Linked DNA regions of Mus musculus: region 1 is linked to region 2. Evidence: chromatin contacts called from public Hi-C data. All regions are on one chromosome and are shown on one strand. The core of a region is the stretch at or near the end of the contact, and the rest is flanking DNA. Distances in the headings are between cores, read along the strand shown. Region 1 has its middle 7.3 kb from the start of Gm33758. Region 2 overlaps Gm40159 (a long non-coding RNA gene).

Region 1 (3,982 bases), core at 1,378-3,877, 280 kb after region 2:
AGCCAAGGTGGCAAGGCTAATGAGAGCTTGATATTTCCAATTGCAAGTCCAGCCTCCCATCTTCATTTAGAAATCCTGTCCTGCTTGGAGATTTTCCTCTTTAGAGAGAGGAAGAGACAGAGGACAGAGAATAAAACAAACATAAGTGAGGGCTGGTTGGTTCAGGATTATTGATCTTGGAAGTTCAGCATGAATCAGTGGAGAGAAGAAGAAATAGTTAACTTGTATCATTAACGCCCAAACCAGCATTAACCAGTGCCTAGGAGTTTGCAGGGTTCCCTTCCTTCTGAAGTTGAATCGACTAGGATCCGCAGGCAGGGAAGGGGAGCTACAGCAAAGAGAGACACCATTTGCTCCTCCAAACACATTCTGTAGGAAGGCGTGGGATTTCACAGCAGTGAGAGCAAAACTATTCACAGCGGTACCATATGCTCCCCACCATCAGGAGCAGCCGCACTGGTCACTGTGCTTGGCAGGCGAATAACTGGGTGGAAGATCTGAAGATCACAGTGGAGTAAAATCTTCAATCTGCTCCACAGGCAGAAATCAAGTGAAAAAAAATCCTCTACAGATCCTCTGTGTGTCACAGGTACATGAGGACCCACATGCATGTGCACACACACACACACACACACACACACACACACACACCAGCATTCATGTGTGTGTGCATGTGCTTATGTGTGTGTGTGTATGTGTGTGCCCAAGGGCATGCATATGTGTTCCTTCTAAAATGGTTAAGGAGATACAAAGACAGGGTGTTTATCTTGCAGATTGTCCCATGGAGACAAAAGTTCACACTGAGTGCCAAGTGAAAAGTCTTAGAACATAGAATGTGGAGAAGGGTTATTTTTGGATTAAACTCCATGTTTTCAGTGGCTTTTCTCCCCCTCTGAGGAAAAAAAAAATAAGATTGAGAGGAATTTCGCAAATGCCAAGACCACTTAATAGCAGAATTACAGCTGACGATAAATGCAGCACTCTTAAAGCTTGTCCTTTCTCTGTTATTAACTTTGTTCTTTTGGTTGTGCCAGAGAAAGCACAAGAGATAGAAATTGGCAGAAATATGGATCTGAAGAACAGAAATTCAACTCAAATGAAAATACCGTGAAAGCCTCTAGTTGAAATAAAGTCTTTTGTTTAATAGCATAACTTTCGCCATCAAGAAAAGGTTTATTTGAATCAAAAGTAGAATTTAGGACGGTGTTATCTAATCATTATTAATTCTGCATGCACAGGGGGAATTTTCTATTTCCAAAGTGGTTCACGATCATTAGTTAATCCACTCAGCATGCTTGGTCTAAATTGTTCTATGCACTTAACAGATAAGAAGGGTTGCATCTGATACACAGGCAGCAGGACACACTGAGTGATGGACTGCTAACCCAGAGCAGGGCCTCATCTTAACCACTCACTTGGTTATTTTACTCTGGGCACCAGGCCTCTACCCACAGCATTTTCAGACAAGGACTCCATTTGTTTGAAGAATAAGCACATATGTTACATAAAATCTCCAACAATCGATTGAAGGCTCCAAATATGGATTTTCCCAGTGACTCTTTTTAATATCAAGTAGTCTCTCAGTTTCCCTTGTGAGTAAAGTACTTCTTTTAAAGGGCTAGTCTTTCTATCAACATGGCTATGAAGAGTCAACATTACAGTAAGGATAGATGTAGACTGCCCAGTGCTGTGTTGTCCAGAGGGTCTCAGTGCCTTGGGATCAATGACTTGGTTCCTTGCTTGCCTTCGCTTCCCAGTCTACCTTCCCCTCCCCCTCTATCCTCTTCCCTCTCATCCCTTCTCCATTTTTTTTCTCATTTCTGTTCCTTTTCCTTGCCTGTCATTTAGGCTGTCAACTACCCTCATCTGTGCTCCCATGTGAAGTTTGCCACTTTCACTTTTCCACTTGGAAAGGGGACTCCCGTAGGCACAGTGCTAGCTGTTCCAGTGTGAGTGGCTCAGACAGGAACCAAATGCCAGTGGCCAGCAGGGCGCTCCACATCTTGCTCAAGTTAAAACTGTGCAGATTCCCTTTGTTTTCATTTGTTTGTACCTACTCTAGCCAAACAAATTAATTTGTGGTTCAGATAATATATGCCATATGTTTAATTAGCTGTTACATGAAGTCTAAGGAGGCTGAGCTTTGAAACCGGATGCTACTTTCTTTCTAGTTTCTTGACTTTTAAAACTCACATTTGGGGGTTGTGTTTATCTGTTTGTTTGTTTAATTCTCCTGATAATAAAATTATCTAGTGGTTTCAATCTTTACATTTTTTTCTTTTAATACTAAAGAATTCATTACTTCTGTAAATTTAATTCAGCCCAAGATGCAAAATATACTTATTCAATAAACAGACACTTAAATGAACTAGAATTAAGGAGTTACCTCTTATTTTTCAATTGTATTTAAGTGTTCATAAATTCCTAGTGAATAGTTTGCTTGGTGAGATTTCTATGTCTTGAAAGATATCTTATTTGTCTTTAATATGTTTTGTTGCTGTCAAAAAAAAAATCAGTACTGGAGAAAATTTGATCTACTCCTAGAAACGATGTCTTCTGAAATGCCTCCACAGAGGACATGATGAGTCACTATGGCGTCAGGAGAAGACATGACGAAGCCCAGGCTTCTCTGATGGTGCCAGTGCTTGCCTCTGCAGTGAGAAAGCATTCAGGTTACATGGAGTGATAATCTGGCTGGAGGAAGGGAGCCGGCTAAGTCTGCCTGGAATGTCTGGCTGCCGGTTGGCAGACGGAGCCCTTTTTTCACCTTGAATCTGCCAGGCTAAGGATGCTTTCATGGTAATTTTCCGATGTCTTCCTTGATCAGTAGACTGCAGCATTTTATCATTCTGCAGATTTTGTTTTCTTCATGGGCTATTACGTCCACTGAACTGCACTTAACATCTATTAGCTTAGGTCTCCAGAAGATCAAAGTCCCTCTGTAGCTGATTATTCTGCTCTTTGCAATTTGTGTCTCTCCCTCGCCCTGCCCCTCCCCACCAATCCAGGGGCCTTGCACGTTTAGAGATTAGCTTTCAGTGGCTTCTCCTAAACAATTTATAGACATAAAAGCATCATAAAGAGGACTCCGTGCCTCTAGAAAGAAAACAAGACTGAAAAAAAAAGTGAAGAGAGCAACGGAGATTCTGTAATGTTTCTGTCTCAATATGAATCTTTTAAAACTCATGCTTCACTATATGTTTTGAAGTGGGATGCGTGAGGGAGACAGGAAGAAGTGCAGTTCCCATAGAGATCCATTCCTTTCCCTAAAGCACTCACTGTGTTGCTTCCTTTTCTTGCAAAGCCGATCCTGTCTCCCACATTTTAGCTGACCCCATTTGCATTGCTTTTCGGGGGAACCTGGTCACAGTGCCAGTGTCCCCTTCTTCTTAAGGGGCACTGCTAACCTTAATGACTGGCTTCTGGTGGAGGATTGGTTTTCATTTCATTCTGAGTCCTTAGTAACTAACAATCGTCCTCTAAATTTGCTCCCAAGGCTGTGATGGACCAAAGATGCTGTCAGAGTTTGATCCTGTCTCAACAGCAGACCAGACCCTGTCCTGACAGGGCTTTTGCACCAGCCCTATAAGGAATACTTTTAGAGACTGTATAAGAGGCCCACTGTAGTCTGTCAGCACTTGTGAAAAGTGTGCTTGTGAGTTGAGACAGACATTAGAAACTCAAACTAAAGCTAACAACTGAAAACAAACGAACAAACAAAATATGCTGAAGTTTAGGAAGATTTCGATCTGGAAGGACTATTGAAATAAAGGCCTGGGACCTTTACCCCCAACCTCGAAAGATATATCCAAGGAACTATTTACAGTATAATGACTCCAAGAACCCATAGCAAGAAGAAGGAGGAAATGGAGGAAGGACAGGAGGAAGGGGGAGAGAGAGGAGAGAGATTCCCAAACAGAATCTGTTCAGATCACGGGGAGATCTTGTTCCAATAGACTATGAGCTGGTAGGTCTGGGTAGA
Region 2 (3,915 bases), core at 1,243-3,742:
TGAAAAAAATCAATGACAATTTCTGTCTTCATAATAAATAAGAGTGTCCTTGAATCATCACCATTAGCATGCAATATAAATGGGAATAAGATCAGGTCTAATGGGAAAAGTGTGGAATGGTACCGCTCAGTGCAGGCAAAGCCCAGTGCTTAATTCTACAGCTATCCAATTATTGTGTGATCATATGCCAGCTTTTCCATATCTAGACTAGACATCAGCAAACAATTTCTGTATATTTGGGGGGGGGGTAGGAAGAGCCACAGAAATATATTTCTTCTTTAATTTCTACTATTCTTTTAAATGGCAGTTTGCAGAATGCATTTGGGTATATGGCTAACGACCCACGGGCAATCAGCAACTGTTTAAGTAAAATGCACTATGAAAAAGCTTTTACCAAACAGCATTTTAATATTTTAAATAGATTTTCCATTGCAGGCTCTTTGTAACTGGATTAGTTCTCTGATGTGTTCTGACAGAGCTGTGGTTAGGGATAGTCCATTAACTTTGTCTGTCATCTTATTTTCCCCAGTACCCAGCAGAACACCCTTATATTTCATAATTTGTATTGCTATCAGTGCTGATTTGTAAATGTGCAAATTATAATTAACAACGGCCACTACTTCTATTAACTATTAAATCATTCTTGCAGCTTATATTTTCCACAGCAGATGGAGCCCTGCTGTATGCAAATTGACTCTCCTTACATTGTCAGCGATTTTTTAACTTATATTTTAGCTTAAAGAACATATTTCCCCCTTCCCCCCAGTTTGCTTTATGTTTTCCATAGCATGTAGGTTAATATTTATTTACTGCAGATTCCCTTTCTACCAATAAGGATTTCATGGACTATTACATTCCAGCACACTGGTTTTGTTTCCTTTCATTAATAGCTCCTTAATCATCTTCCTTGCTCCCAAGTACAAAAGCTTGTTGTTTGTACCGATGCCACAGTATTGCATAAGAAAGCCTTCCCTCGTATTTCAATATGCACAGCAGAAGCAAAAAGTGTCCAGCATACCACCCTAGTAGGTTTTAATTTGAAATCCAATCTATGTGCATTCCCCCTCACTGAAATAAGCCGAAGCATTTAAGGTTTTATATTGTGCTTTAAATATTCTATTAAATGTCATCAGCTGATTCAGGAAAATGTATTGCAAAAATATTAGAGATGTATAAACGTGTAAATGTAATAAATGCTTGGGACATGGAAAGGAATGTAAAAGTCCAACATCTATCAGGTAACCGTAAACCACTAAGAACCACGGATAGAGAGTAATATTTGTGTGATATATAGTATCTTAAGCACAGACTCTTATTTCTGGTATTTATTGCAGAGCAGTTACATTAAAAAACCCACTAATATAGAATTATTGCTATCTTTCCTAACTGTGAATTCCTGAAGTATGAATATTTTGCTTGAGGAGTGAGCTCTAACTTTCTTAACAATGAAAGGATGTATGCCGTCTTTAAACCCGGCTGGAATCGGAAGGTTGTGTTTCCTTGACAGGTTTTTAATGGCAAGTTAAGACTGCTGGGGAAACTGCGGAACTCAAAGGCATTAACTGACAAATTAAGCAAAGAGTAATGAAAACTTGGATGTGTTAGAATCATCATTCATTGAACTGTAATTGCCTGAGCAGCACAAAATTAAATTGTAACAAGTAAGGGTCTTGACATTTCCCGCAATTTCTTAAAAAAAAAAAAAAGTTTGTACATGCCATGGGAGATAAACAGTAGTCACATGAAATACTGGATGTGGGTCTTTTAAACTAATTAATTGTGTTCATTCAGTGGGAATCAGCCCCTTTAGAAGACACAGAAGGTTACTGTAATGGTGTGCTTTTTTGAGTCTTTAGCATTGAAAGATTTTGATTCTTTGGTAGATGATACAATTCTAGGTAGGGTCATGGACCAGGTATAAGGCCTTTTAGGTTATGGAAAAGACTAGAAGTGACTTGTTCTTTGTGTCTCTTTCTCCCACTACACACTTCGTGTAAAAGAAGACACATCAAGAATATACAGATTGTTATGAATATCATTCTAGGATCTTAGTAGGTTTCATTTCTCTCCAGGCAGAAGAGTGTCCCCTTCCCACCTACATGAGAGGATGCTCACAGAGAAAGGGATATCTGGGTTCTAGCAAACGATTTGGATGTCCATACCAAATCTGAGAGGGTGGAGCAAAAGCCTCAGAAGTACAAGCGAAATGTAGTTACTGTGAGCTATAGTTATGGAACCCACCAGAAGAGCCCTAGCAACTTTGGTTTTTAGGTTAGAGATTGTGAATTTCCCAGCAGAGCCTGCCTCGGCTTCGGGTGGGAAGCTGTGATGAATGTTTGAGTGAGAAAATATGCGTGTGAGCTAGAGCATCTGCTTCTATTACTTAGTTTTCAAGAGGACACTGCAAGTCACGGAAATGAGTGGGCTCAATGCTGGAGAGGATCCAGAGGAAGCCAGATCGTAAGAAGACAAAGGAATAACAGCTTGGAGAGAGCTGTGGGTGAGTCTGAGGGGGCGGTGAGGACTCACCCCAGGGGCTCATCGTCTTCTCTGTTCATCTGGAGACAGCCAGTCCTTTTTAAGCAGCTTGAAGATTCATTCAAGATTGAACTAAAGTTTCCCCATTAAAATATTTCGAAAATGAGATGCCCTGGGGCAACAGTTTCGCCTCTGATAACACTGTGTGGAGGGGTGTCCTGTAACCACCAGGAATCAATAGAACAGAACAGAAATAGAACCAGAATCTAGCATGTGACTCCAGATATAAAGTTGAGTGAAGTGTTACTTTAAGGAGACTAAATTTCAGAGTCAATGCATTCCCTTAAAGATTTATGAACTATCTGCAGCTAGAAGGCGAGGGAGGAGTTTGGGTATTAGGCAAATGTCTAGATAATTTTGTAGCTTGAAAAAATAGAATTTACATTCTGGAGCAATAGCGATGACTAAGCTTTGTGTGAATGCACATAGGAGCATGTATCAGAATCACAGAGACAATCAGGCTTAATTGCTATTCCTTCTTCACCGGAGCTAAGTTAAAGATGGTGATATGGGGTGGAGTGGAGAAGAGGCTAGGGTAAATCAGGAGAAGGGCCCGGCATGTTGTGCTGTGATTGCACTTTTGCTTGCTATAAAGGACATTATATTTGTGACTTCTCATCTCCTATTTGCTAAAACCCGTGTCCAATTCACAAGTTCTTTCTTCCCTTGTTATCTTTGTGTATTTACTCAGCACATCTGTTTGTTATGGAAACTCTAATACTTAGAATTGGCCACCATGAAGCTAAGTCATTAGGTAGACAGAGTGGAATTCAGTTCTTTCATCTCCATTTAACTGGATCATTTCATGTCCCGAGAACCCAGTTGCAACTTCCCTACTCTAGCCATCCTCTCCTTATCTGCCTCTCTCTTTGTTGTCTTATCAAAGCATGTGAGTTCTATGGCCTATGTCCTCAGTACTTTCTTAGATTTATTTAACCTTACATGGCAAATGAAATTAAATAATAGATATTGGCTCTTAAGGGACTCTAGGTCATCCCCTTCTGATAGTAAATTTCCATCTGTGTAAGAAAAGAGGGATGCGGTGAAACCTATGCTGAGACAAGGGAGGTAAGGGCATCCCTTGCTTGATTTCCTGACATCCACTTAATGACTCTGTCTACAAAGAGCTTTGGATGATCGGTTAGAATATCAAGATTATACAAGGCTCTAGATCAATAAAACAAGCAAGCAAACAAACAAACAAGCACACACACACATGAATTTTAGCCTTGTCTGCACAGTGACCAAATAATTCTCAATAATTCTTGACATGACTTGATTGATGTGTATCCCCAGGCAAATCAGCACTGGGTGGAGAAGGATGTCTAGGTGAATCCTGTCACATTAGACAGACAGACACCTGTACTTTCCAGACTT

Evidence for each region. A called contact is a pair of places that touch in the nucleus more often than the background predicts.
Region 1: a contact with region 2 is called in a Hi-C map of cortical neurons, with 2.2 times the contacts expected there. The contact joins two enhancer-like sites. A contact is called at or near these places in 3 of 484 Hi-C or Micro-C datasets (cerebral cortex, cortical neurons and forebrain) and 1 of 115 datasets of contacts at active chromatin or transcription factors (neural progenitor cells).

What each region holds. Positions count from the first base shown.
Region 1 is chr3:143,594,499-143,598,480 of GRCm38.p6, forward strand. No RefSeq gene overlaps it. Among named protein-coding and RNA genes, the nearest start is that of Gm33758, 7.3 kb to the right of the region's middle. Within about 2 kb of position 2,628, at least 31 of the 459 cell types and tissues checked have an H3K27ac peak or open chromatin away from gene starts, as enhancers often do. A contact at or near this core is called in cortical neurons, where this site is marked.
Region 2 is chr3:143,314,254-143,318,168 of GRCm38.p6, forward strand. All of the region lies in intron 1 of Gm40159 (a long non-coding RNA gene), which reads right to left. Among named protein-coding and RNA genes, the nearest start is that of Gm33514, 7.1 kb to the right of the region's middle. Within about 2 kb of position 2,493, at least 18 of the 459 cell types and tissues checked have an H3K27ac peak or open chromatin away from gene starts, as enhancers often do. A contact at or near this core is called in cortical neurons, where this site is marked.